Linked DNA regions of Mus musculus: region 1 is linked to region 2. Evidence: chromatin contacts called from public Hi-C data. All regions are on one chromosome and are shown on one strand. The core of a region is the stretch at or near the end of the contact, and the rest is flanking DNA. Distances in the headings are between cores, read along the strand shown. Region 1 has its middle 91 kb from the start of Gm31650. Region 2 overlaps Colec11 (collectin sub-family member 11).

Region 1 (6,270 bases), core at 1,769-4,268, 750 kb before region 2:
GTGATAGCAGCTGGATAGCCCCATTTTGTGAGCACTTGACTCACCAAACCTTCTTCCCTGGCTCAGGCTTGAAAGAAGTTACGTTGGGGGCCACTAATACAAAGGAAAATGGGATGTTGCTCATCATCCACAGTGTCACAGCTGAGAGGTTGTTTCCTGCTCCCCTCATCAGCTGAAACACTCATTACCTAATGATGCTGTGATGTGCACCCACTGCTTACAGAAGCAAGTGCATCTGGATGCTCTGGTAGCCTGGGCTCACTGTCTACAGACTTCCATCACTGGAGTAGGCAGTCTCCATGTGAAGCCTTTGGCATGTTTGCAATGCTCTCTATTCAGGGATGCCCACTCTTCCCTATTAGCTACTTTCAAAGAGCCTCAGAGTGACGCACCCACGTTCTGTGCTGCCTTTAGTCCTGAGAAGACGTGAGGCTAGAAGAAGATGGGGAAACCGTCATCATCCAGCCTCGTCACGTTCCACCCTTTCTGTCTCCCACCGTCGGGTTTCGAGGTAGAGAGCATAGCTCTGGCAACTGCTGAGTGCATCCTTTAACTCGCAGGGCCTTAGCCTGCAGTGAGAGAGTGTGAAGTTAGAGGCCACACGTGCACTTCCGACAGCCCAGGCTCCAAAACATTACTACTATACTGTCACTGCACGTGGGGACCTTGGTGCAGACACTCTCACCAGGCTTTACCTCTGCTGAGTATCCTTCTGCTCTATGTGCCAGGATAGGCCCAGTGGAACAAAACCTAGGGCTTCAGGCTAGGGCAAGCTCAACAGTGTCGGGATGGGGCTTACCCCCACCCAGGTCTTCTGCAGTTCAAGTCCTGCAACCATCAAGGTCTTGAAGTTTACTTGACTTGCAGTGACTGTCGTCAGATAGAGTTGCTTGTGTTCTTAAACAGAATGAAGCTTTTTCAGTACAAAACAGTGGCAATGGCTGGAGCCATTGCTTAGGGAGTCCTGTGGACAGAAGTGTTGTATATCTGTGGCTTCTATCTCATGGACTCAAGGCCTGAGGCCTCTAGCCAAGAGCCCAGGCTCACAGGCACCCGCTCCAGGAATGGGCAAGGCACATGTGCGGGGTGGCCGAGATAATGAACTCACAGATATTGACAATGACTGACCTGCTTGTCTTCTCCAATCCACAATTAGAACAATTAAAGACAAGTCAAATGACAATAGGTGCCAAACTCCAAGCAAGGACATCACAACAGGCTGTGCCCACCATGAAACCTCCAGTCTTCCTCCACCTGACAGGCCATGGAACTGAGAGAGGTCTGATGAAGAAATCAGGAGGGTATGGTCTTTCTGTCATGCTATTCGAAGTGAATGGAAGACACTGACCACACGCAAGGACCTATGAAGGTGAGCATGAACGTGAGCATTTAGCAGCTGTGGAGTCTGCTGGGCCTATTCTGGGATACAAAGCAGAAATATACTCAGAGAAGGAATATGGCAAACCCTGGCCCATAATGAGGATGTGGGTGCCCTTGACTTCCCACAGTGGGACCCAGAAGTCCTTTATCACCAGTGTGGGGTATGCTCTATGCAGGAGTGTACATAAGACATTCCTTTGTATGAAATAGAACAATTGGTGTCCATAGCTTTCTTCCCATAATCTTATTAGTCCACTTAACACTAAAGTGTAGAAGCAAGCCCAGGGTGAGGCATCATTTATCAGAGTGCCTGGGCTATCAGCAGATGAAGAAAAGAGAGGAGGCCCCTGGGGATGAAGACAAGACAGAAAAGGGAGTGGGGCAGGAGGCGTTTCTTGACTATGAATTAGGACAGGAACTTTTACTTGGGCCAGTTCATTTTGAGGAAGTGAGACCAGCTCACACCTTATCATGTTTACCCCTAAGCTTCCCGGGGACTGCCCTTGCTGGGCACTCCTCCCAAGCCTTCTTTCCCTGGGTGTCTTGATGAACACATTTCTTCCTTTTCACTGCCATTAAGGACAGACCCTGGGAGGAAGGAGAGATAGGATGCCAGCTCTGCCCCGGGATGCTAATGACACCAGCTGCACCATTTCTTGGAATCTTCTTGCAGAGGAGTAATGCTCACTCCTGCCGTCTGGCTGCTTGCAGAAGGGGTCAGCCTGGCTCCTGTCCCAGCCTGCCCAAGCAGAGAAGATAAACTAGCTAACATGAGCAGGCCAGCCACAGGCCCTGCGGCTCCCCAGAGAAGGTCAGGATGGAATGAAAAGCCATTTCTATTCGGTCCCGTGTGGGGCAGCCAGGTAATGCTTCTTTCCATGGGCAAGCGGCCACATAGAGCCTGCATAATGGCAGCACACGATGAAACCCAAGAGCCTGCACACATGTATGAATATGAAGGTTGTGTGTGTGTGCATGTGTGTGTGTGTGTTTCTGAGAGAGAGAGAGAGAGAGAGAGAGAGAGAGAGAGAGAGAGAGAGAGAGAGAGAGAGAGAGAGAGACTGACAGCACCATATGGAAGGAGCCTGAGCACAAGGAGAGTATGAGGTCACTGCAGGAAAGTGTCCTTGGAGTCACATTATCCAGGACCCACTTTGCAACCTGCTCAAGCCTGGCACAGACACAAATAGCCACATGGCAGCCACAGCTGCTGAAGAAGGGAGCGGCTGGCTTACTAGTGGGAGCTGGCTGCCCACTCCTTATCTCAGAATTGCTTGGCTACCTCCTCTGGCCACTGATCCAACTTGGGAGGGACCTGGATGTCTTCGGAGCAGACTAACCACCTAATTCATTTTGCATATGTTCCTTTTGGCTGGTACTGCCACCAACTGGTCCCTAAATCAACCTGGTCTGATGTGGAGGTAGAGTGCACCAAGGTCGCCTGCACATGCTAGCAGTTTGCTGCTTGGGTGACCTGGCTAGCTCTTTATCTAGATAGACAGTGGACTTTGTCAAAGTCACACGTTGTCCCACCCCACCTGCATGGAGCAAGTATCTGGATCTTCAGGTATAATCGTTTGCTGTCAGTGACTTCAGCTTGTCAGGCAGTGGAGGAGACAGTAGGAGAAATCACAGTAATTGGTGCAGTGACTCCAGCATGCCTTAGCTCTCCAAGAGCTTGTTACCTACTTTTAATTAGGGTACTGGAAAGAAGGGCTGATTTTATTCATAAGAAGCCAACAGCCAGCCTTGCAGTAACTATGAAAGGACAGTTGATATCAGGTAGCAGGTAGAACCCCATGGCACTTGGGAAACCAAGGCAGGAGGATGATGAGTTTGAGGCCACAGTGACTCTGTCTCAAAACAATAGGTAGGAGGAAAAGGAGGAAAAAAAGGAAGCAGAGGAAGAGGGTAAAGAGGAGGAGGGGTGGGAGGAAGAGTGGGAAGAGGAGGAGGAGTGGGAGGAGGGTGGGAAGAGGAGGAGGAGTGGAAGGAGGGTGGGAAGAGGGTAGGAAGAAGAGGAGTGGTGGGAGGAAGAGTGGGAAGAGGAAGAGGGGTAGGAGGAGGTAGGAAGAGGGGTGGGAGGAGGGTAGGAAGAGGAAGAAGAAGAGACTAAGAAATGGGAGGCATGAAGAGATGTGAACCAATGGTTCTGGGGTCAACCAAGAAGTACATCGGCTGAAGGAACTGGTAGAAACAGGGCCTATGGCTCAGCAGACCATGTTCTAGACAAGGCAACCACCAGGATTTCAGCATACCATCAGGCTCTCTGCCAATGGTCATCCCTGCTGTTCTTTGACAGTCTTTTAGAGTATGCCTTACACTTTCTGCTATGGCAACAGTTACTGCACAGAGCAGGAAAACATCCACCCAGGCCAAGTTCCCTCCAGCATGTGATCAAAACTCCCAAGGAAAGATCAGCTCTGCTCACTGCTCTCTGACTCAGTGACCTGCTGGGGTACACGTGTGTGGGGGGGGGGGAGGCAGCTTCTGGTCACAGGGACAGAGGAAGCAAGGGAGGCTCCCAGCTCCCAGAATGCTAGGCAGTGGCCACTGGCAAGTTTTCTTCCTACGAAAGGAAACCCAGACACTAATGAAGAGGTCTGTACACGCACTTGACAGAATGAAAGGAATGGGATGTGCTGCAGCCTATCCTGGAATTTGGGGAGGGCCAAGGATGGATATGGAGGCATAGGTACAAGTGCTCTGGACTATGAGCTTTGGAGAACAAATGCCAACCAGCCCTTTAAATGAGGATATGGTTTGGCCCTTCTGCCACTGTATCTCACAGATTGGCTGTTTGCTACTAGGTCATTGGAACGGTAGGGGGAAATGTAGTCTGCATGTGATCCTGAATACTTAAACTCCAAGCCCTGATCTTCTCACTGAGCCCTGACTCATGTCAGAGCTGGGGGAGCTGAGATGGGATCAAGAATTTAGGGCTACACTCAGCTGTAGAATGAGACCCTAATCCAGAAAGGGAAACAGAGACACACACAGAGAGAATGCATGGCTCAAAATGATTTGATAAATTTCTTAATGTTGTACTAAGTAGCTTTTAAATTTTTTCACTATTTTGAATAACATTTTGAATATTTCAGAGCCCACACATGCAAGCCTGTCTTGGGCAAACATGACCCTGCCCAAGGGGTCATGAGATTCTGAGATGACCCAAGGTTACAGGGGTAGGTTTTTGGATGCTCTTCACCAGTTGTACTTCAGATGAGCTCAAACACTTAACACTAATGTCAAGGGTATATATGAGAATGCTGTGGTTTTTCCTCCTCAATGTGTTAGATATTATAACTTAAAAATCAGAATAAAACTAGTCCTGGTGCTATGGTTGAGTTGGTAGCGATCTTGAAAAGCATGCATGAAGCCCTGGGTTCAATTGCTAGTATCTCATACGCTTAAGAGTGTTATATGAACCCTTGGGAGGTGGAGGAGGAATGATCAGAAGTTCAAATTCTTCTTGGGTGCATAGTGGGTTGGAGGGCAGTCTTGGCTACATGAGACCTTAATTTAAAAGAAAAAAATTAATTACACAGGTGGCATCTTGAAATAAACTTGATCCAGCTTCATGGCTGATCATTTTTACCTTATGTCTGTCACAAGGTATGCTCAAAAGTGGTATCACCATGGCTTCACGCTAATCAGCTGGTCCTCATCGATTTGTCTTTACAGATTTGCTTCCAGATTTCATTTTACTATTACAGGTAGTGCTGCTCTGAACATTTGTGCACCGGTCTTTGAATACACAAGGGGGTGTTCTTATCTCTTGGGGAAATACCAAGGCAGAGAACAAACAGATTACATATATAGTGTTAGGAAACTGACAGCTTACTTCCCAAAGTGGCTGTGGAACTTTACATTCTCACTGCAGTGGATGCTAATAGCCCCACTGGCAGCAGAGATGGGTGTGTGGCCTTTTTTAGGTGTACAGATGGGTCACTGGGGAGCCTGGGTGCACCCCAGAAGCTCTGGCACTACCCACAACCACACACTCCATCTCTGTTTGATAATAACCCTGTGCCTTACTGACCCAGGGTATGCCTTCAGATCTGTTCACAGCTCTGAGAGTGAACAGTCTGAGAGCACACAGCACACTGAGCACTCTAACGAAGTCAAGCAAACATCTAGTACTGTCCCCTTAGTCGTAGAACCTGACAGTACTGTGGACAGAGCCCTAAAGTCTGCTGCACCTGTGTTTCCTAGAGTGTTCTGTTCATTCATTTTAGATAATATTTTAAATATCATGCTCTATCTCAGCAGCATTATTGAATGCTGTTTCAATAAAATTGGCAAGGAAAAGCTATGGCAACATTTATATTTAAACTTTATTAAAATGTACAGAATTTATATTTAACCTTCATTAACATGGAAGCTGGAAGATGGTATGTGCACAAAGATGAAAGGCTGTGACTTGAGGTCCCATCTCTCAAGGAATTTGGAGCATGTTGAAGGATTTGTAGAAGCTACATAGTCCAGGTACTGTGGACTTTATGTTGGAGGTCTCTAAAAACCCAGAATGAATCTCTGTTGTGCCAATAACTAGGTGCATGCACACACACAGTCAGAGTTTAACAGGGAGGAAGGCATCCTAGAACAGATGGGGCAGTCCGGAGCCAGTATACACCCCAGAAGCTCTGGCACTACCTACAACCACATATTCCATCTCTGATAGTAACCTTGTGCCTTACTGACCCAGGGTATGTCTTCTACTGCCTGGAAGGGACCTGAGAATTATGTCAAAGCGTCTCCATCCCTGTAGATGCTGGAGGTACATAACTCTAAATGGTCACCTGAAAGCAAGGAACTGTATGTGGTACTCACACCATCAGGACCAAGGCCTGGGGTGAGTAGTCAGTGATGAAACAATGCCAGAAGATG
Region 2 (6,300 bases), core at 1,538-4,037:
GTAGAAGTTAGGTTGTTCTTCCTGCCCCGTGCTCCCAGAAATAAGACTCAGACTCAAAATACATTTACAACTACCATGACCATATAGCTAGGCTCTTCTATGACTAGACCATAACTTAAAATAATCCACTTATTCTAATCTACCCACTGGCTCGTGGCTTGTTCCCTGTGCTCAGGTACCATGTGTCTGTCTCATCACATCTTCCGGGTAAATCTACTGCCTGACACTATCCCAGAATCCCTCCTGCCTTCCACCTTCTATTTCTTGCCTATACACTAAAGATTTATAATTGGCAGGTGTCACATCCTTACAGAAACAAGATATTTTCTCTACACTGGTACTGCTGTGGAGAGCCACCGACTAGGACTTGAACTATGGCGATTTGTTTCATTGAGACTGGAAATCCAAGACCTAGATAGGGCAGGGCTGTTTTCTCCATGGCTTGCAGACAGCTGCCCTTTCTTTCCCCCGAGTCTCCATGCAGCCTGTCTTCTGTGCACACCCAGTGTTTCCTCTTCGAATGCCACCAGCACTGTTGGATCAGGGTCTGACCTCCGTGAATACCCATGGGCCTCTTTAAAGATTCTATTCTCAGGTCCCGCAGAGCAGGACTTCAGCCCAGACTTTTTAGAATGACTGCTTAGCTCATCCAAAAGTGGAAGTGAGGGGCTGGGATGTGGCTCAGTCAGCAAAGCGCGTGCAATGCAAGTGCGAGGATCTGAGTTAAGGCCCAGAACCCATGTGAAAAAGTCAGACACAGTGGCGCCAATGTGTAAGTCCAGTGTTGAGGATGCATAGCCAGCCTAGCCAAATGTGTATGTATATGTGTATGTGTATATGTAAATATATATATATGTGTGTGTAAGTATATATATATATAATATATATATAATATATATATATACACATGCATACACACGAATATATATACACAGCATTGGACTTAGTCACCCATGTGAATGTACTATCCTGGCACAGCATATGAGAAGTGTCTGCATTTGTTTCTTAAGGCTGGAGAAGGGAACAGACCTACCCTGGGGGTGCCATACACCTCACTGTAGCCCCTCACTTGTTCCTTCTGCCTTCAAGGATTGGGTGGTGAGTGGTGGTGGACTCTCAGGCAGACTGAAAGAAGCCATGTCTAAGCCCGTCCTAGCTGGCTTTGGTACCCATCAGTCACTTGGGAGTGTGTTAACCTGCAGGTGCACGTGCACAGGGCCCTTGGGGCTGTCTATAGAGGCTGCCACACATCCAGACACATGAGTGACTCTGCATGTGATGATGAATGATTGTTGCTGGGGACATGTGTGTCCCACCTGCTATGTGCCAGGTGCAGTTCTGGGTGGTGTGCCTGTTTCTCTAGCATCCAACTAGGGGCATGCTGCCAACCCTGTTTCATAGGTGTAGACCCAGCACAGGGGCCACTGAGCCAAGCTCTGTGGTGGCACAGAGCCACTGAGCAAGGCTGTCAGGCATTGGGGTGGTCACTGGGAGAGAGGACAAATGGCTTATTTGTGGGTGTTTTCTTTCAAAATCCTTTACCACAGGATTTTAGCTTCTTACTTTACAAAAGAGTTCATTTATGTATTTAAGTATTTTTCTTGAACACACACACTCTCTCTCTCTCTCTCTCTCTCTCTCTCTCTCTCTCTCTCTCTCTCTCTCTCTCTCTCCCCCCCTCTCTCTCTCTCTCCATTCCATATGTGTGCCTGTTTCCAGAAGAAAATATCAGATTCCTTGGAACTGAAGTTATAGATGGTGTGAGCTGCCATGTGGATTCTGAGAACTGAACCCAGGTCTTCTGTAAAAGCAACCAGTGTTCTTAACCACTAAGTCATCGCTCCAACCTCTTGTATGTATTTTGGGGTAGGGTCTCATTCTATCTCATTCTATAGCTCTGGCTCACTTGAACCTTAACTATGAAGACCCAGGCTGGTCTTGAACTCGCAGGGTTTTATCTGCCTCTGCTCCTCAAGTGCTGGGATTAAAGATGTGAGCCACCGTATCCAGCTTACATTTTTATTTTTCTGAGGCTGGGTTTCATGTAGTCCAGGCTGGTCCTGAAATTATATATAGTCAAGGATGATCTTGGACTGCTGGGTTTCTTACACATATCTCCCGAATGCTAGGAGTACAAGCATGTGCTACTGTGCCAGTTTACACCATACTGGGGGATTGAATTTGGAGCATTGAGCACGTTAGCCAGTGCTCTCTCAACTAATCTATACCCCAGCCCCAGACTCCAGGTTTACAGAGGTGGAAACAAAGGCTCAGAGAGATTAAACAACTTGTCCGGGGTTACTCAGCTCCGTAAGGTCAGAGAGGATGTGCAGACTCAGGGCTGTCTCACTCCTCTTCTCCCCAGACCTCTGCACATCTTAAACCAATGGCATCAATGCTATGTGCATTGTCCAGCACTCAGGGGCCCAAGGGGCCCCCTAAAGGCTGCAAGCTGCTGCCTACCCAGGCCAGCTGGCAGTGTTTGCTTTCTAGGGCTCCAGACTCTGCCTCCCTGTGTCCTTCACATCCTCTGTGCTGAGTTGCTGCTGGCTCCACCGTGCCCCATTCTCCACACTTGCCCTTAGTTCCTGTGTTCCCTGATGGTAGGGGCTTGGCACGTGCACTTCTCCAAGGACAGGAGCTGAGTGTGGTGCCAGCTGGTACCAGGAGCCAAGTGTCAGCAACAGCTTTGAATCTCTGCTCCTGTTGGGCTGCGAGGGATGGGCTGAAGCCAAGTGTTCTCAAATCAGCCTCAGGTTGCGGCTGTTTTATGACAGCCAGACTCATGCTGGACTCTGCTGCACCCACTCAGTCCTAGGACAATAGAGTGCTAATTGATTGTTATGTTAAGGTGGGGGTTTTGCAGGAAAGAAAACAAAATCACCCTGGGGCATTTGAGATGCAGGTGTTTTTCCTCCAGGGATTTTTGAGCCCCTTAATCCTATCTGCCTGTTGCCTCAGGGATCCAACTTTCTTATCCCTTGTGTGGCTGGAAGGCTGAGAAGACAGAGGGGTGGTATAACTTTTCCTCTACCACAGCCTTGAACCAGTTAGATGCTTCAAAGGGAAGCAATCCCACAGTGGACCAGAGACCTCTGGATCCCTTCCCATCCTTTCCTACACAGCACACAACAGGTTCTGCCTGCACACTCAGGAGCCTCAATCCCGCCAGCCTCCTGGTAGTAGGCAATAGGTCTCCCAGGGTTTTGAGCATTTAGTGGGAGATGGTCTTTCTTTGGTTTTCACTTTCTAGGATCCATCTACCCAGGCTCTGTCTGTCTAGACATGTGGCAAGCCTGAGTTTTGGGATGACAAACCTGTCTGTTCTTTATACACAAGAGCAATGAAGTGGGGTTGGGGCGGGGGAAGAGTCCCCAGGTGGCAGATGGGTAAGCTGAACCTTGACTCCTGCATGTGGGGAGCTGCTCTGTCCCCACCTCCATGGTGGGGCTTCAGTGGGTCATTCTGGCATGTCCAATCTGTAGTGCCCATGCTCCATGCAGCCAAAGACAGCTTCATTAAAACGTTAGCTATTTTTTTGTGATTTCCTTAAAAACCCAATTGCATGGTCTAGCATGAACTACACTGATGTCAGAGGAGTCTTGGGATTTCAAAAGATTAGGCACAATTGCTAAAGTCTCCCCTTCTTTTCCTGTTCTTTAACTCATTGATCAAGGCGCTGACTGATGTCCTGATGGGTCTGCTGCTCCCTGCCCTGGTCTCAGCCTTTCTTTCTTCTGAATGCCCTCCCTGTGCCCCCTGTAGGGCTTCACGGAGTTGCTACTAAGCCTGCCTCCCATCTTTTCTGGTGCCCTCTGATCCCTCTAGATTCCTTCTTTACCGGCGTCAAGCCGTATTCTGCCCCCATGTTACACCCACAGCCTTTCTTCCACAGAGAGGGCACAGGATACCCTCTCTGGCTTTCCTGGTTTTAGGATGACCCACTCTGCACCTGAGTACTCAGGCTGGAAGCCTTGACCTCGCCTCATATCCCAACACTGAGGTGCTGTCAACTCCCAGACACTTGCCAGTTAGGAAGATTCTTTTCTGTCTCCTAGATGCTGTCTAGCTAGCCACGGCTGGCCTCTGTGCTTGCCTTGTCCTTTTCTCAATCACGGCCAGGTTTCCCAAGCAAGAATCTCACTCTCTCCCCTCTTCCTGACTCTCTAGTGGGCCCCACTGCTTCATGGATGCATTATAGCCTCTCAAATCCCCTCCACAGCCTCCAGATGGGTCAGGGCCCCTGGCCTGGGCCACTTCAGGGCCTCTTTCCTATGTATCAGTTGTACCTCTTCCCTAGGTTGCAATTGCTGGATTGTCCCCTGTGCCCTCAACTCATACTCTGTACCCTGCTGGATCAGTGGCTTGTTCTGCTCTTCCGCCCACAGAGACTTTACCCATCACCTCCTGGCACCAGGAGAGTAGAATGGTTTTCAAATCAGCAGATCATGGCTCTTGATATGGTTCTGCTGGACTTTCAGAGTCCAACCAGGTTGAGTCACTTAATCTTGGAACTGCCTCTGTGCAATGAATCCGTTTTAGAAGCGGTAAAGGAGAATCTGTGTGCATGGATGTGCTCTGCAGGCAAGGACTTTGTTCTCATGCTCTTCCCATGGATGGTGTGTTTTCCAGTCAGCTGTGGCTTAATGGAGCCAGTGCTCTGTCCTTTGGACTCCCTCTGATCTACACTGAGGGAACACTCTACCCACTCTGTATGAGCAGGCCCTCTGGGAAGTGCTGGGTTATCAGGTGCTTCATCAGCACACAGCACAGTTCTCCCTCCTGTCTGTCTTGAGAGAGCTTCCATTTGTCTTTGTGACCCTAGGGGCAACAGAAGATTAAAAGATCACGGCATCTTGACTACCCATGAACCTTTCCATGGTGAAGTTGGTGCCTGTCTCTTCCTCAGCGCTTCGCTGTGTGCTTGCTTTCTACTTGTGCTTTGGTGTCTCACCAGTGAGAGTCCCAGAAAGTTATGAGGGCACCACAGAGGAAGCAAGGGTACTCAGGGAAGGACACAGCACTGAGAAATGTCTTCTGCCTTGGTTTGTGGTGGATCTGGGAGAGAATAGCTGGTCTTAGATGTGTAGCTTTATTCCAGTGATTAGTGTTCTCTGGGACCAGGTAAGGCCAGCTACTGCTCCATCTTGCAATGGATGAGGGGTAGCAGAAGGGATGGAGGCCTTGTGTGACTGGAGCGAATTCTTGCTGACAGGAAGCAGTCTTAAGGCATGTAGAGAACATTCTGGTAGCATCTCCCCGGTGGTATCTGTCTCCTGCAGAGCCACCTTCAAACGCAACCAGAGGTGCCTAGGGCTTTGTTGTTCCCAAGAGCATCCAGCCCAGGATGCTTTTAGTTTGGGTGTGAGAACAAGCTTGGGAGACACAATTGAACTAGGATACAGGACAGGGACCTGCCCTTCCTGATCCTGGCTCAGAGGAGAGTTAGCTTTAGCTGAGTGACTCAGGAGTGCTGGTTGCCTCCTTTCTGCCACCTGAGTGACTTATGTTCTCCTTTGGAAACAAAACCAGCAGGCTATCTGTGAGAAGTCATCCTGTGACTGTAATATGTGTGCCCTTGAAGAACCTGTATTTTTGTGACGTCTCTTCTTGTGTGCATGTGTGCATATGTGTGATGGTGAGGAGGAAGCACATAAGATCATCCTCACATAGATGATGTGGAGGAGTAGGCATGCCAGATCACATGTGCACACTATCTGATAGAGATGAGGAGGTGTGTCAGATTGCCTGTGCATTTGTGATGGGGAAGGGGAGGGGTATTTAATCGTGTGTGTGTGTGTGTGTGTGTGTGTGTGTGTGTGTGTGAAAGAGAGAGAGAGAGAGAGAGAGAGAGAGAGAGAGAGAGAGAGAGAGAGAGAGAGAGAGAGAGATGGTGATGAAGGGGCATGTAAGATCAATAGTGCATCAATCAACTTTGACCTTATTCTTTTCTACAGGAGACATGGGGGACAAAGGACAGAAAGGCACTGTGGGCCGCCATGGAAAAATTGGTCCCATTGGCGCAAAAGGTATTTGTGACACACGTCTCTCCCTATATTCCCCACTAGGCTCAGGATGTCTGAGAACAGCCACTGACTGTGCCACTTTGCCTGGGGCTCTTGTTTTCATGTGTCACCCTGATAAACTCTGTCACAGTATTCTCACTCCAGGGAAACCAAAGGGGTTGCTGGCTCTGTGAGCATCAGGGTGGGTGGAGTCACACCAGCCTGCAGCACTTACAGGGCAGACTATTTAACCCCCTGGATGCTGGACTCAGATCTCAAATCTTCAGCTATTCCT

What was found. Hi-C and Micro-C count contacts between places; a contact is called where the count stands out from the background.
Region 1: a contact with region 2 is called in a Hi-C map of cerebellum, with 2.4 times the contacts expected there. The contact joins two enhancer-like sites. A contact is called at or near these places in 3 of 484 Hi-C or Micro-C datasets (the N1E-115 cell line, cerebellum and cortical neurons) and 1 of 9 other capture datasets (embryonic stem cells).

Annotation. Positions count from the first base shown.
Region 1 is chr12:29,345,204-29,351,473 of GRCm38.p6, reverse strand. No RefSeq gene overlaps it. Among named protein-coding and RNA genes, the nearest start is that of Gm31650, 91 kb to the left of the region's middle. Within about 2 kb of position 3,018, at least 14 of the 459 cell types and tissues checked have an H3K27ac peak or open chromatin away from gene starts, as enhancers often do. A contact at or near this core is called in cerebellum, where this site is marked.
Region 2 is chr12:28,598,773-28,605,072 of GRCm38.p6, reverse strand. Colec11 (collectin sub-family member 11) reads left to right here. Exons shown (of 7, transcript NM_027866.2): 4 at 5,958-6,029. Among named protein-coding and RNA genes, the nearest start is that of Allc, 19 kb to the right of the region's middle. Within about 2 kb of position 2,787, at least 25 of the 459 cell types and tissues checked have an H3K27ac peak or open chromatin away from gene starts, as enhancers often do. A contact at or near this core is called in cerebellum, where this site is marked.